2 separate regions of the Mus musculus genome follow, and region 2 is linked to region 1. A link is a contact called in public HiChIP or PLAC-seq data. All regions are on one chromosome and are shown on one strand. Each heading gives the region's core, a stretch centred on a gene start, on an enhancer-like site or on the middle of the called end of the contact. The rest is flanking DNA. Distances are from core to core; before and after follow the strand shown. Region 1 has its middle 140 kb from the start of Gm33811. Region 2 holds the start of Nova1 (NOVA alternative splicing regulator 1).

What was found. HiChIP or PLAC-seq counts read pairs in DNA pulled down with a chosen protein or histone mark.
Region 2: a contact with region 1 is called in an H3K4me3 HiChIP or PLAC-seq map of embryonic stem cells, with 3 times the contacts expected there. The contact joins the promoter of Nova1 here to the enhancer-like site in region 1. A contact is called at or near these places in 1 of 39 promoter capture datasets (hippocampal neurons), 1 of 484 Hi-C or Micro-C datasets (the N1E-115 cell line) and 8 of 115 datasets of contacts at active chromatin or transcription factors (astrocytes, differentiating embryonic stem cells, embryonic hindbrain and 4 more).

The regions. Positions count from the first base shown.
Region 1 is chr12:45,829,830-45,836,682 of GRCm38.p6, forward strand. No RefSeq gene overlaps it. Among named protein-coding and RNA genes, the nearest start is that of Gm33811, 140 kb to the right of the region's middle. Within about 2 kb of position 3,667, at least 16 of the 459 cell types and tissues checked have an H3K27ac peak or open chromatin away from gene starts, as enhancers often do. A contact at or near this core is called in the N1E-115 cell line and embryonic stem cells, where this site is marked.
Region 2 is chr12:46,815,441-46,822,293 of GRCm38.p6, forward strand. It overlaps Nova1 (NOVA alternative splicing regulator 1), which reads right to left and starts at 3,327. Exons shown (of 5, transcript NM_021361.2): 1 at 3,176-3,327; 2 at 1,446-1,589. The coding sequence starts at 3,311.

The DNA of each region.
Region 1 (6,853 bases), core at 2,417-4,916:
AGGTTAGGTTCTTACAACCTTGAATTTTTTAGGAAAGTCCTTGAGAATGAAACAAGTCACTTTCCTGCAGCTATGGTCTCTGCATATTAGTGAGTTATATGGTGGCTTGGCAGCTATAACAGCTATTAAGCATCTAGACCATTAAGTATGCAGTTCTTTTAACTTTGCAGGAGTTTTGCCTCCATCTGTTTCCTCTAGTCATTAAAATCTTTATCTAGTTCTCCTACTGCATCTAGGCAACTGGCAGTTCCTTAGTGGGTGCTGGGACATCAAGGACATGGTGGGTAAAGAACAATATACCCTCTAGTTCCCTGCCTGTTCAAACTGGAATCATAAAGTAGGATGGAAAGAACTCATAACTCTCCTTTGTCCTCCCTGCAAACAAGGGAGCTTTTGTATGTTGCTGAAGAAAACCCAGTAACAGCTCTGCAAAGTGAAGTTGGTTGTGAAAGACAAGAGAAACACATCTCAGTACTAGAAATGCAAATCCACACTGATACAGCTCATCTGAGTTGTTAAGCAAATCAACTCTGAATTCAATAGTTCCAAGTGAAAACCTTAGGTCAGATTTCAGGGGAGAAAAATCCTTGGTGAGAGACTTAATAATGCATAAAGAGCCTGACAGCTCCTACAGAATTCTGTTTGAAATTGAGAATTTCTAGAATAAAATCCTCATTACCTCTCAGAAGAAAAACCATTTTTAAGAAGTTAGACAGTGATTCGGTCACAGGTTTGTTACTGAAAATTCAAGGTTGGATGTCTGAAGACACTAAATCCCAACTCCGTGAAGATGCCTTCCTCCTCCACTGTCAGGCTCATCCACCACCAGAAAGACATTCCCAAGCAGAAACCCATTCTACCCTTCCCTGGTCTCTCTGTTTCTGAACCCATCAGAACCAGTAGACTCTGGCACATTCACTGCAATTTTAATCTTTAGACTATCCTTAGCAGTATCAGGTCATGGCCTAGCACCCGGGAGCATCTGATTTTTATTGGAAGGAACAGGAAGACTAGAGCCAACAGCTAAGGGTGAAAAGCAAGGCGGCATTCTGCTGTGAAGAATGACAGAGCAGAACAAGGGGCTGGGAGGGCCACATGCTCATCTCTGAAGAGTTTATGACTCTGAACATTCTCCATTCTATATTTCCAGATAGGTGAGAGCCATATGCACCTGTTGTTTGTGCATGTGTAGTTCAAAAGAGCTTGAAAATTCTTGACATTAATTCATTGCATAAAATAATGGGTTTTGTTATGATTTTCCTATTGAATTATTAGGGAGGGCACAAATAAAACAAAATGAGCATGCAAAGTTACCACAATTTTTCCTATGCAAATATAAGAGAGATACATTGAAGAAATGCAATCTCAATAATAAAACTAATTCACCCTGAAGACTATTCAAGATAAATGGGTATTTCATGTGGGGTGATATCTTCATCTGAATATTTGGTAATAAAACAACATGTAAAATAGAACTCTCAGTTCTTTCAAAAATAAACATAAATATGGTTGTTGTTTATGCACGTGTTTATGAAGGTCTGTACTTGACAGCAATCCCAGAGTGCTACCAATGTGAAAGAAAAATTCTTATTCAGGATTCCTGGGTCCCAAGGATATTTGGGAACACTTGCAGAATAGCTACATGTTGTCACTCAGCACCATTCTCGCCTATGCCTTTTCCACTTGGGACTATAGCAGGCAACTTGTACACATGGCTGTTGAATGTATATAAAGCAGAGAAAATTAAAAGTTGGTCTTCTGTTAGAAAATCAATGCCTGGGCATCAGCTCTAGAAGACTGATTACTTCCTGTGGGGAGGTTTTTGTGCTGCGTGATTTAAACAACTTAAAGAGGTGAGAATGAGACAAGAGAACATTTTCACCTGCGTTTTGCCTTAAATTTTCTTATACCAATAAATTTTCTTCCTAATCTTTTTGTTCCTTAATCTTCTGATTAAAGTTGTTTCTTAAAATTAGGCTTAAAGGCTTTAACTATTCAGAAAAAAAAAAAAAAAACCTCAAGATTTTGAAATTCTTTTAGTGATCTGAGTTTCACCAAAAGAAAGGAGGCACCACCGGAAATAGGGTAACTGGTTGAGGTGATTAGAAAAGCCAGAGGGTTATCTTTCAAAAACTGCAGTTGTCAAATGGAGATTGGTCCTCAAGATAATTCAGGGTTCTTTTCTTTGTGGTACTTTGTTCTGTGCTTCAAAAGGAATCTTTGCATTTGGGGACAAAAATGGCATTAATTGAGTGTCACAGTGTGTCTTATCCAATCCTCAGGAAAGTTTTTATCTTTGGAATAAGAGTTAGGGTATGTGGGGGTCATATGTGAGGAGAGTGTAGGGCACATGCGTCGTGAGATGCCAGGCACTGATAGGCACTGCAGTGCTCTATAAGCTAAAATAAACTTCAAGACAGACTTAAATCTAATCGGTGACTTTAAAAGGTAATTTTGCAGTTGAAACCTGTTTTCAGAAATCTGGAGGCATAGAGTAAATGCCCTTCCAATGTCATTACACTTGAGTTCTGTTTTCTCTCTTTTGAAACTTATATTCTGAAACACAGGGGCATGTCTAGGATATACTTGTTTTAAGGCATAGAAACATACAATAAGCACACTTTGTTTTATGAGTGTGCTGTGGTGAGCTTTCAGACCAGTGATTCAGAAAGACATTTCAGTTGAGCTGTCTGAACTCACAAACTGGTTCTTTGAATATACATCACTAAGTTTTACCTAAACTCGCCCCCTCTCATGGATGTTACCTAAGCTTATTGTGTAACCACTGCCCTTGGTTTATGAAAGGACATGTCTGTCTTTGCTCTTGATCATGCCATCTGCCCACAGAAGGGAAATTTCCAGGCCAGTAATTCTGTTTTGCAACATTCACAGTTTTGCTAACCCCATAATGTAGCAGGAAGAGAGCTATTGTATAACATACAGATTACTGTCTGCAAGTCTGTTGGGGGTTGAGCTGTCCACAGGGGGTCCTTTTAGAGAAGCTGAAATTGGATATTTTCAAGGTAGAGGCACACTCCGGAGGACTCAGGAATCCCTGACTAAGGGCACTGAAGATCCTGTGCGAGCATCACATTCATGTCCTACAAGGAACTGATACAGAAATACCCTTCTTGTCTGCCATAGCATTGACCCTGTGCTAAACTGACTTCCAATGAGAGCTAAGGGCATTTTCCAGACAGAGAATGAAGAAATCCTTCTAAATTCCACCGCTGTGGCTTCAACCCCGCTCCAAATAAATAGCTCTGCTCCAATCATGTCGGAGGAAGGTAGTCGACATCTTTCTCTCTCTCTCCTCCGCACTGGGGATTTTCTAGTAAGTCATAATTCAATCCTTCATTAGAGGGAAGAAAAAATGTAAATTAAAAAATATCTCAGCCAAGCCATTCCCAGCAGCAATAACGGAAATCTCTGCTGGCTGAAGAAGAGGCCGCCAGACTACTATCAGAGCCTCTCTGTTTGCTATCAGTTTAGACCACAATTAATTTAAAATTTCTACTTCCAAAGTAAAGTGAGGGAATACAATAATCCCAATTTACTTTTTTAATAAAAAGCTTAAGTGGAAAGAGTCCACCGGGGATACTCAGCCCGGGCCAAGGTAATTCAAATCAGGGGGAGAGGCTCCATTTAAAATGCACAGTCACAGGGCAGCCGGTGTCTCTTCCCAGAATACTTCCTCTGGGCTTAAGCTGATTCTTTTATCTCTCCCCACCCCCTCTTCTGTTTTTTATTTTTTTAAGTGAAGTTGGACTTGCAAACACTAGCGGTAATTGCCTTAAAGAAAAAGCAATTCCAAAGAACCAGGAAGCTGTTTTCAAAGAATCCCCTTCAAAAGCTGGAGGCAACAAAAGGATGAAGATCCTGAAACAGATTGCACCCAGCATACAAAACATTCATCCAGAAACTGGGATCTCCCTGAACAAATGTGTTGAATCTTGTGCACAGGAGAAAGGATGGAGATTTGGATATGCAGACAAATGAGGAAGGAGTCTGTTGTTTATGATGCCAGATGATCTGATTAAGGCCAAAGGAAGCTACAGATCACAGAGGGTCACAGATGCCCTGGTTAAGATAATCTAGAATTTCTGGTTTAAGTGATAAGATAAAAACAGCAGAACCATTTTTACTTCACCAGAACTAGTGTTACAGACCCATTACACAAGGCTGTTCTTGGAACACAGGATTGGCAGAGCCAATGAAACTTGGTACAGGATGCAAGCGCTACAGAAGAAACACTCTGCCTGTCAGCATCCTAAGGCCAACTAGAATGGATAGAATCCTTATGGAGTCCATCTGCAGACAATGCCAATCACATCTCTTATCTCCATGACAACACAGATTTCTGTTTTGCTTTCATTTTTTTTTTTTACCTAGTTGCAGACCTCCACATTCTGTCATTGTATATGATCATGTGCCAATGTCTCCAACAGATCCACCTGTGACGCCTTTGTCACACACATTCCATTCCTCTATTACTGTATCAGCATGAAATAATGACTTTCAAATTAAGTTTTGTCTCCTCTCTTTTCTAAAACTCGGGAGTTACATAACCAAGTGTCTGTCAAAAATCCCCTGAAGTTCCTAAAGGCATCTGAAATCAAATACCATACTCATTATTAAATTCATGCTTTTGGGCCTTGCCTTCTTTATTTTTATTTATTTATACTTTTTTATCCCTCCGACTTTCCTTGTAACAGTAAACTCCAATGTGATATACATGCACGGGAGCTTTTGGCTGGGTGAGGACTTGAGGGTGGAGCTCTCACTGCAATAGAGAAGACACAAAATAAGAGTACACAGGAAGTGAGCAGTTCTCTACAAGAGCCAGGAGCTAAGAAGGACACCCATCTTGATGGCATCCTTAACTTCTTAGAGTTTAGATCAACAAGAACTCAGTGTGTGCCACAGACGAAATCATTCAATCTGAGTTTTGTTCGGGTAGCTCAAGTGAGCCAGTTCCCAGTGTATCCAGTCAAAACAAGACAAAGACCAAGCACAGATTTCTGACCTTTCTTCTCACTTGACTTGCAAATTTTATTACTTTCTACATTTGCATTGAATGTCCCTTTATCTAACTTTTTAACATGCCCTCATTTTTTTTTTTCCCCTCTGCCACTCATCTAATTTGGATCTTAGTCTATACTATCTGGATCGTTTTAATAGCCTCAAAAATGACCTCTGTATCTCCAGGCTCTCTTCATTTGCACCACACCCCCACTTTTGAAACCTTTGTAGTGATAAATCACCAATCCTTACACAATGTTAATTTAACTGTGCTGAGAACTTGCTTAAAAAATCCTTCAATGACCTTTCACTAATTTTAGGAAATTAAGAGGAGTAATGATTCCATATTAAGACTTATTTTACTGTTTGACCTTTGTCATTTACTGTCATGCTGTGCTGTGCTGTGCCTCACTTGTATTTCCCTAGACATAGTGCAGTTCTTCTTATTTTGCTGACCACCTCTATTGCTCCCTCTACTTGAAAGGTTACACACTCCAAATTAGCTTAGCAAATTTCTATTTTTCTTTCAAAATGGAGTTCAAATGTTACCTTGTTTGTAAAGCACTTTTAACCCTTTCTTTTTGCTTTCTTTAATATTTTGAAATTATTAAAGATGAGCAGGTAAATAAATTATTTGTTAAGTGGTAGAACTGTGTCAAAGATTAAAACCTTTAAAAATAATTTTACCTTGTTCAAATTTCCAGAATAAAGTTAATACTAATATCTAACCCTTTAATAAGTGCATAATCTCAGTGGTAATGTATTAAAATTGATTTCTAGTCCTTTAACTGAATTAAATAGTCTTCAGGTTTTTTTTTTAATCTGTTGATTAGAAGAAGCAGAGTAAAAAATATTTGGGGGGTGCACTCATATTGAAACATTTCAATCATCAGGCAGGTATTCTTTTGGTATCATCTCAAACAATTATTTGCCTAACTGTTACTGTCCACATTGTCCTACAGATGTGCAGAGAGTCACATGGGGCAACATTAGATATAAAATATACACATTTACAAGAGTACAAGAACCTGTAACTTGTTTGTGTTTCCACAATTTGTTCAGGGGCCCAGGTCACATTGACTATTGTCTACAAAATAAGCTTTTCCAACACTCTGTGCATATCAACACACAATATCACTACCATAATGGTTTTTGTTTTGTGCTAATAAGGAAGATGAATGGTAAAAACATCTGAATTATCCAGAATCTGATCAAGGGATTTTGAGTGTGTCTTTTAAAATAATCTTTTCTATGAACAAAGCCTTGGTAAGAGACCTTTGAAATATACTGATATTAGTATTTCAGAGTAGGCCCTAGCATTATATAAGTCTAAGTAAACTAGATTTGGCTGTATCCTGATGTGTGATGACTATTCCATTTACCTTTCATGTCAAGGGTCTGTGGATAAGGTTATTTCACCAGAAAGAAGTAGACATAAATTATTTCTTTGAAACTACTTGGGAAAGATTATTACAGTAGTAGAATAGAAGGCTTGCCTGGATAAGAACATCTCTTCTATCTGACTTTTGGGACACAGACCATCAATACAAGATGCTCCAGCCTTTTGGAGTTTCAGGGAAGCTAGAGTCAACCAACAGAAGAGAGATTGAGTCACTGGCCTTATGAAAATAAATAATTTTCTGGTAGTTCCTTTGTCGTGTCTTTAGCTTTACAAATAAACACACAGCAAGAAAACAAATATCTTCCTCTAAGTTCTCCTCAATGTTCCTCTGCATTGTTTCAGAGTCCAACCTTATCAGTTCAAAGCAGGATACACAGAGGAGACATTTGCAGTGTGTCAATTCAGGGTGGCCAGTGTAGGTAATTTTGG
Region 2 (6,853 bases), core at 2,077-4,576, 990 kb after region 1:
CAATCAAGCTCTTTTGAGTGCTTTTATTTAAACTAAGTATTTTCACAATTCCACACTGATTTTTATTATGATATACCTGTTCAATGCACCACCGTGAATATATTAAACTTTCCAACTGCATAGGGAAAGTTTCCCGAGATGAGGAGAGCCTTCGGCAAACTTTAGAGAGCCACAGTAGCTAACAGGTTACACGTCCGTTTATTACATTTAATATTTCCCCCAAAAGTACTGTGTTCAACTAGTAAAGCATCAGCCATTCCAAAATCATCTTTTCCAGTGCATGGTCGGTTTCTAGCCCAGATGATTAGCTGTGAAAAGGAAGTAGCCAAGGGTTGAGCCTCCCTCGGTCCATGCTAGTGTCTGAGTGCTATAGAGCTCTTGGTAGCCAAGACCTCTGAAAGCAATTCTGCTTTCTTTTCCATCAGGAAAACACTAAGCACTATAGCTCACTTCAGCACTGAATTAACATTTTTACAGTCATAAAACTAAAACAACCTCCTGAAAAATGACTGAAAGCGAGAGCTAAGCAAAGCAGATGAGCTCACGATATCTATCACCGGGGGTTGCACTAGTCCACTGTGATTTCACTACTGAAGATACATACACTGAGGAGGAATGGAACTGAGGAGAAAGAAAAGAAAAAAGATGAACCTGAGGAAATGCACAGCATGAAAGGAGGAGCCCAAAAGTAAAACAAAACAAAACAAAGCAAAACCAACAACAACAAAAAACAAACCAAACAAACAGAAAAATGAGAGGCCAAATCCACACAATCAATCAACCTAGGAAACCTGCGATGATCTAGCAGGTTACTGTCCCACACTGTAAAGTATTTCAATCAAATATGGCTCTGAACACAAATTCTAAAACACTAGTCCACATCTTGCATGTCGGCGTAGTAAATTTCTTATCCCAATTAGATTACTAAAGTATTTTAAATATCTGAAGAGACCGCACTTGTCCTCTTTACTTCATCCAAGGCCAACAAACAAAGCAACCAAGCAGAAAGAGGTACATAATGGATGCAGAAGTAAATGGTCCATTCTTTAAGAAACCACCCAGCCCCCTCCTCTGAATTCACACTAAACTAATTGTCATGACAATGATGTCTGCAAACTTCAGAGGAACCACATTTCCTTATGCCAACTGTCCAGGGTTCTAGCTCTAATTTTTAAGTTTTTGTGCTAGCAATTAGCATTCCAAAGCATGCAGAGAATTATCTCACCATTAGTCTAAATCACATACACAGTATATCAATTAATGGGAGGGAAAAACATGAACAACAATGGAAATACGCTTAAAGAAATTCCACAATGTATGCTAATGTAACACTCAGATCTTCATCATTTAAAAAAATTTTTTTTAAGACAACACACAGCACATGTAGATATTTGGTGTTTTTCCTTGGGAAATTAGTCAAACAATTTCTTTACCATTTCACCTACCTGGATAAAAATCTTTGGATTTAGACAGCTTGATAGTGGCTCCAGTTTCTTTTTGCAACTGAACAATTGTCTGTCCTCCCTTCCCAATTATAGATCCAGCAGCATAACTAGGTATGAGAACCTTTAGAAAGTACTGGCCGTCTTCTGAAAAATGTAAAGAAATACATTTGATTAACATGATCATTTTAAACTTTGAATCCCCAACCCACCCTCCAGAGAGAAAACATCAACTAAACCAATGGACGTAGAATTGCAGAAAACAGCACTTTAAAATGCTTAAGGAATGAAAACCACCAATTACACTGAAAAACAAGCATTTACAAAATCTTCCCCAGTTTTCGGGATTCACACGTTCTAACAATTTGCAGTACGATAGAGACTGGGGAGTAAATTCCAGTTGTTACTCCAAACATGAAAGTCTTCCAATTCTGTGGTTACCATGGCAAAATGAAAGAAACTGACCCTTTAACAAAACTTCAGAGATTTAGAACATGACAAACCTTCACTTAACATACTGAAGATGAAAAAAAATCCAACACTGTAAGTAGTGATCCGCTAAATTTGTCTGTCATAGCAAACATAAAAGACTGCAATTAATCACTGGCTATATCCGACTTTAAGTATACAAAACAACCATCTTCCTGCAAAATAGTCCACCCAAACTGTAGGGAGTATTCCAAGCCGTGAGAAACTGCCAAGGGGAAAAAAAGCGTCAATGTGGTGGACTGAGAATCTAAGTAATCCCGATGTATTTCCGCGGCACTTCTAAGTCTACTATGATCTCGGCTAAGCTCATTAATTAAAAGACCTTAAGAAGAATCTTGCCAATACTAAAAAGCTTACGAGTTATTTATTCTAAATACACTCCAAAGTCACCAAATAGATAACGCTCCATCTCCAAAAGAACCATAAAACGGAGACGGGGGCGGGGGGAGGTTCGATGAGCCGTGAAAAAAAAAAAAGAAAAATGAAATGTTTCAGAAAATAAAGCCAACTCCATAAACTTTAGTTTCCGTCAACCTGATCACGTCTTAAATAGGAAACTTCGCGGTAAATCCAGCTCTTTACTGGGAACGAGTATTCCGAATTTTTTGCGATGTGCCACTCACAAGACCCCCATCCATTTCTAATGTATATGCTGGAGATAAATTCACCTCTGCTTCGATGCATTGGATGCATTGTTAAGATGACTCCAGTGCAAATGAAGAAGCGATAGCGGTCCCGTTATAACTCATCTTCCGAGGAAGCGCAGGATGTTAACTAACAAGTCACCGTACCAGACACCCCCCTCGTATGCATACCCTTGAAGACAAATCAATGCGATATTTGTACCGACCATGTAAGTGCGCTCAGGGCATGCACTCATCAAGATTTTGCATACTACTTGTGGCCCAGAGCAAGGGGATGAACAGAGGCAAAAGTCTCCGGTGCCCCCAGCATCTGCAAGCCGCTACCCAAGTGCCATTTATTTATTTATTTGATCAGACTGTTAAATGCAGCGCGCATCTTCAGGCGGCCATCACCTCTCGCGGGGGGCGGCCCTGGGAGCGGACCCTGTCGCCGGGGCCAGCACCGGCTGGGGCGAGCGGGTCGGCTCAGAACCCCGGGTCGCCATCTTGATGAGACGGGGCCGGGGCAGGTGCAGGGGAGGGGGCGCGGGACGGCCGGCGGCAGCGGCCACGGCGCGGGAGGGCGGCGGGGACGGGGCGGGAGGCGGAAGCGATACCCACCGCCCGTGTTGGTCCTCTTGGTGCTGCCGGCTTCAGGGGGCGCTTCAAGCGGCCTTTTCCGCGAGTCCGGCGGGTCCAGATCTATGGGAACCCCCGTATGGGTCCCGTTCTGCTGAATGGGAGCTGCCGCCATCATGCTTGCAGTTCCTGCCGCTGCACCGGGAGAAGCGGCTCCCTTTTGTTTTGGCTTTTTTTTTTTTTTTTCTCGTTTGGGGTTGCTAAGGTTTTTTTTTTTTTTTTCTTTTTTTTTTTTTTTTTTTCTTTAATCGGATCAATAGCAGTCTGAGGCGGCGAGCAGTGTGGCTGATGTGCTCACTGGGGAGGGGGCAGGGCGCGGAGCAGCTGCAGTGCAGTGTCGGCTAGGAGCGGGAATGGAGGGGGTGTGGGAGCCGGAGGGTGAAGAAGGAGAAGAAAGCGGCGGGCAGAGCGGGAGTGAATGAGCGGAGGAGGCGCGGGCGGCCGGGAGGAGGGCGAGTGAATGAGCGGGAGGAGGAGCGGCCGCGGGCGGCCGGAGCGGCGGACCCGGCTAACGCGGCGCTCGCTCCCGCTGCTGCCGCCGCCGCCGCTGCCTGGGCGCGTGTGCCGCCTGCGCTGCTCCGCGCCGCTGCCGCCCGCCCGCGCTCATCGTGTCTCCCGCGCGTGGGGGGCGGCGGGCGGGGGCCGCGAGGGGCCGCGACTCCCACACGCGCCGCGCGGGGCCGGCCTCCGCGCCGGAGTCTCCGCCTGCGGGGCGGCGGGCGCGCGCGGGCTTGGCGGGGGCGCGCGGGCTTGGCGGGGGCGCGGAGCGGGCCGGGGCGCTCCCGCGGGGAGGCGGGGTGAAAGGTCGCGGGGCCCAGGCAACGCCGCTCAGGCAAACGTCAGCGGCTTGCCGCGGAAACCCAGGGGTCCACAAAACGCGCTAGGCGGGGAGGCGGAGCCGTGCGGGGAGTGACGGCAGCAGCAGCCAATGACAGCCGAGCGAGGGAGCCGGGCGGGATCCTGGTCCAGCTGGGACTTGGTGGTGACAGTTTGGGCTAGTCCGGGAAGGGCGTCTGAGTGACCGCGGGGAGGGGTGGACGGCTCAGGCAGGAGACCAGAAACCCAGCTGGGACCCGGAGAGTTCGGCAAAAGGCATTCATTAGCATCTCTGGGAGGCGGTTTTCTAAAGGAGATGTCATCAGAGGATTTCTTTCTCGCACCGTGTGACACTGTCGGGGACTTACTGTGTCTTGGCGCCTTATGTGCTTTCGGGAGCAAGCCAGGATATAAATAAATAAAGCGATATGTGGTCTCCACAGGGACCCGGGAGGCAAACTGAAGAGGCAACAGCTGAGGGTGTACGCAGCTTCACACACTGCACGAAACACAGATGAAGGCATCTGGGCACCCACGACTTACATAGCTTCGGGCGGTTTCAGGATCCTGATCCTCAGCCCTTCCACACTGGAGGGGGCGGGAGGGGGATGCGGGAAGTGTGGCTAAGCTAGCATTATAAAAGACCCTAGAGGTTATCTAGTCCAGTCCTTCTGTAGATAAGGAAAGTGACTCAGGGTATTTTGTTCAAGGTCATGCATCAAGTTAGTATTTTAAGTCCTGATGCTAGGAATCCGGGTTAGTGGAAAAGCCAAAGTCTGAAAAACTGATTTCAAACCCAATCAAGCTGTTCTGACAGTGTGTCATGGAAAAAGCCCTTATGTCAGTCATTAAATGTTTACCACTTTACATACTATCCATTGCATTCGGTACAGTCTATAGTAGTACTGTCCCATCTTGCGACGCTGTATCATTTTGAAGAGACTATTTATCCAAACTCACCTAAAAATAATAACCAGTAAACTACTAATTCAATCCCCGAATCTTTCAGACTGGGCACTATGTCATTCTGAACGCCGACTGCAGAAATTTAGAGACAGGTTCTTTTCTGCTTAAAACAAGGATTGCAACTTGTTGGACTCTCTAGACTCACGCGATCCATAGACGTCATATTTACGGTAAATGTTCTTAGACATACAAAGGCGGGCACGTATTCACCAGGTTTCTAGAATGAAAACGTTCTTTATACTCCCTACCGGAGAACATCACTTAAAAGATGGCTAAGCTAACAATAAAGGGACTCCAGTGTGATTATGTGGGCTTCTAACAAAGAATGTGCTGCATCTGGTTCAAAGAGAGGGAGAAAAATCGATCAGATAGATTGAAAGAAGGAATGGAAAAGAATCTAAACCTTTTCCTGACTCCCTGTCTAGGAAGCATGGGGATTTTGGTTGCTTTCTGCAGCGGTGAACGGCGGATGACTATTAAGGAGGAAGACAACAATGATTAGGGTTAGGCTCAGGGTTCTTCCCAAGTGTGAAAGACTCATTTGTCTCAACTGAAAAATAGCTAAATAAAGGTGGGCTGAAGGCTGAAAGAGAAAGCAGGTAAGTTAACATACGTTAATAATAGTTTATACCCAAACTCCCAAATTCTGATTTGATATGTAACGTAGAAAGAAACCATAATATGCTTCCATGACCAAATTAGAGGATTTATACACAAACCTGGATAAAATTATGGAGCTAAAGTAAAGAAAAACAGTGTTTTGAGTAAATATGTGATAGTCAAGATAACAAAAGTCAGGTCCTAGGTAGTGTGTAATCAAAGTGTCCCATGTTGTGTATAGAATATGTGAGGACATTTTTAAGTGGAAGTTCGGGAGATCTGTTATTTGGCATTAGATTGCCTGGAAGCACTGAAAAGGACAAATGATAAGCAAAGAGAGCTCTAGATATCTTAAATCATTCCAGGACATTTGGTAGAGTGGAGCATTGAACTGGAAGGAAAGCCTAGAATTAGATTTCTTAAAAAGATTTCTGAAGTAGCTTGTAAAGTATTTGTCATTGACTTGTGAAAATGGTCCATCTAAGTTTTATATGCTTGTCATGGGGTTTCTTTTGCTGTGGTGAGACACCATAACCAAAGCAACTTTGGGGAGGACAGGGTTTATCTGCTTGCACTTTCATTTCTCCTTTCTTCATGAGGAAAGTCAGCACAGGAACTCAAACAGGGCAGGAACTTGGATGCAGGAGATGATACAGAGGCCATGGAGAGGTGCTGCTTACAAACTTACTTCTCATGGCTTGCTCAGCCTGCTTTCTTATAGGACCCAGGACCACTAGTCCAGAGATGGCACCACCTACAATAGGCTGTCCCCTTCCCACTGATCACTAATTAAAAAAATACCAGACAGCCTGATCTTATGGGGGGGGGGGGCATTTTCTCGGTTGAGGCACCCTCCTTTCTGATGACTCTAGCTTGCGTCAAGGGGACATAAAACTAGCCAGTACAGCACTTATAAAAGTAGAGCCACATTGTATTGTTATGAGAGTCACTTATTGCTCTCTTTGGGTTTATTATGTGTTGTCTGTCACTCAGTAGAGACCAGTCACACAAGATGAGATTTCAAATAAGGAGAGTGAGCTTACTACCTAGCTATGATATGTCAAAAATGCTGAGACCATATCCATTGCTGGCTAGAAATGAGAATTATTAGCTACGAGCTAATTGGTCAAGGTTATCACTAAGTTAACCTGAATTACTTTGGATTCCCTAGTATACCTCATGTAATATTAGTTTTTAAAATATTAATTCTATGACTCTATGACTTATGCCTCTAAAAATCCTGTTAAAATAAAAAGAAAATACACATCTTACCTATTT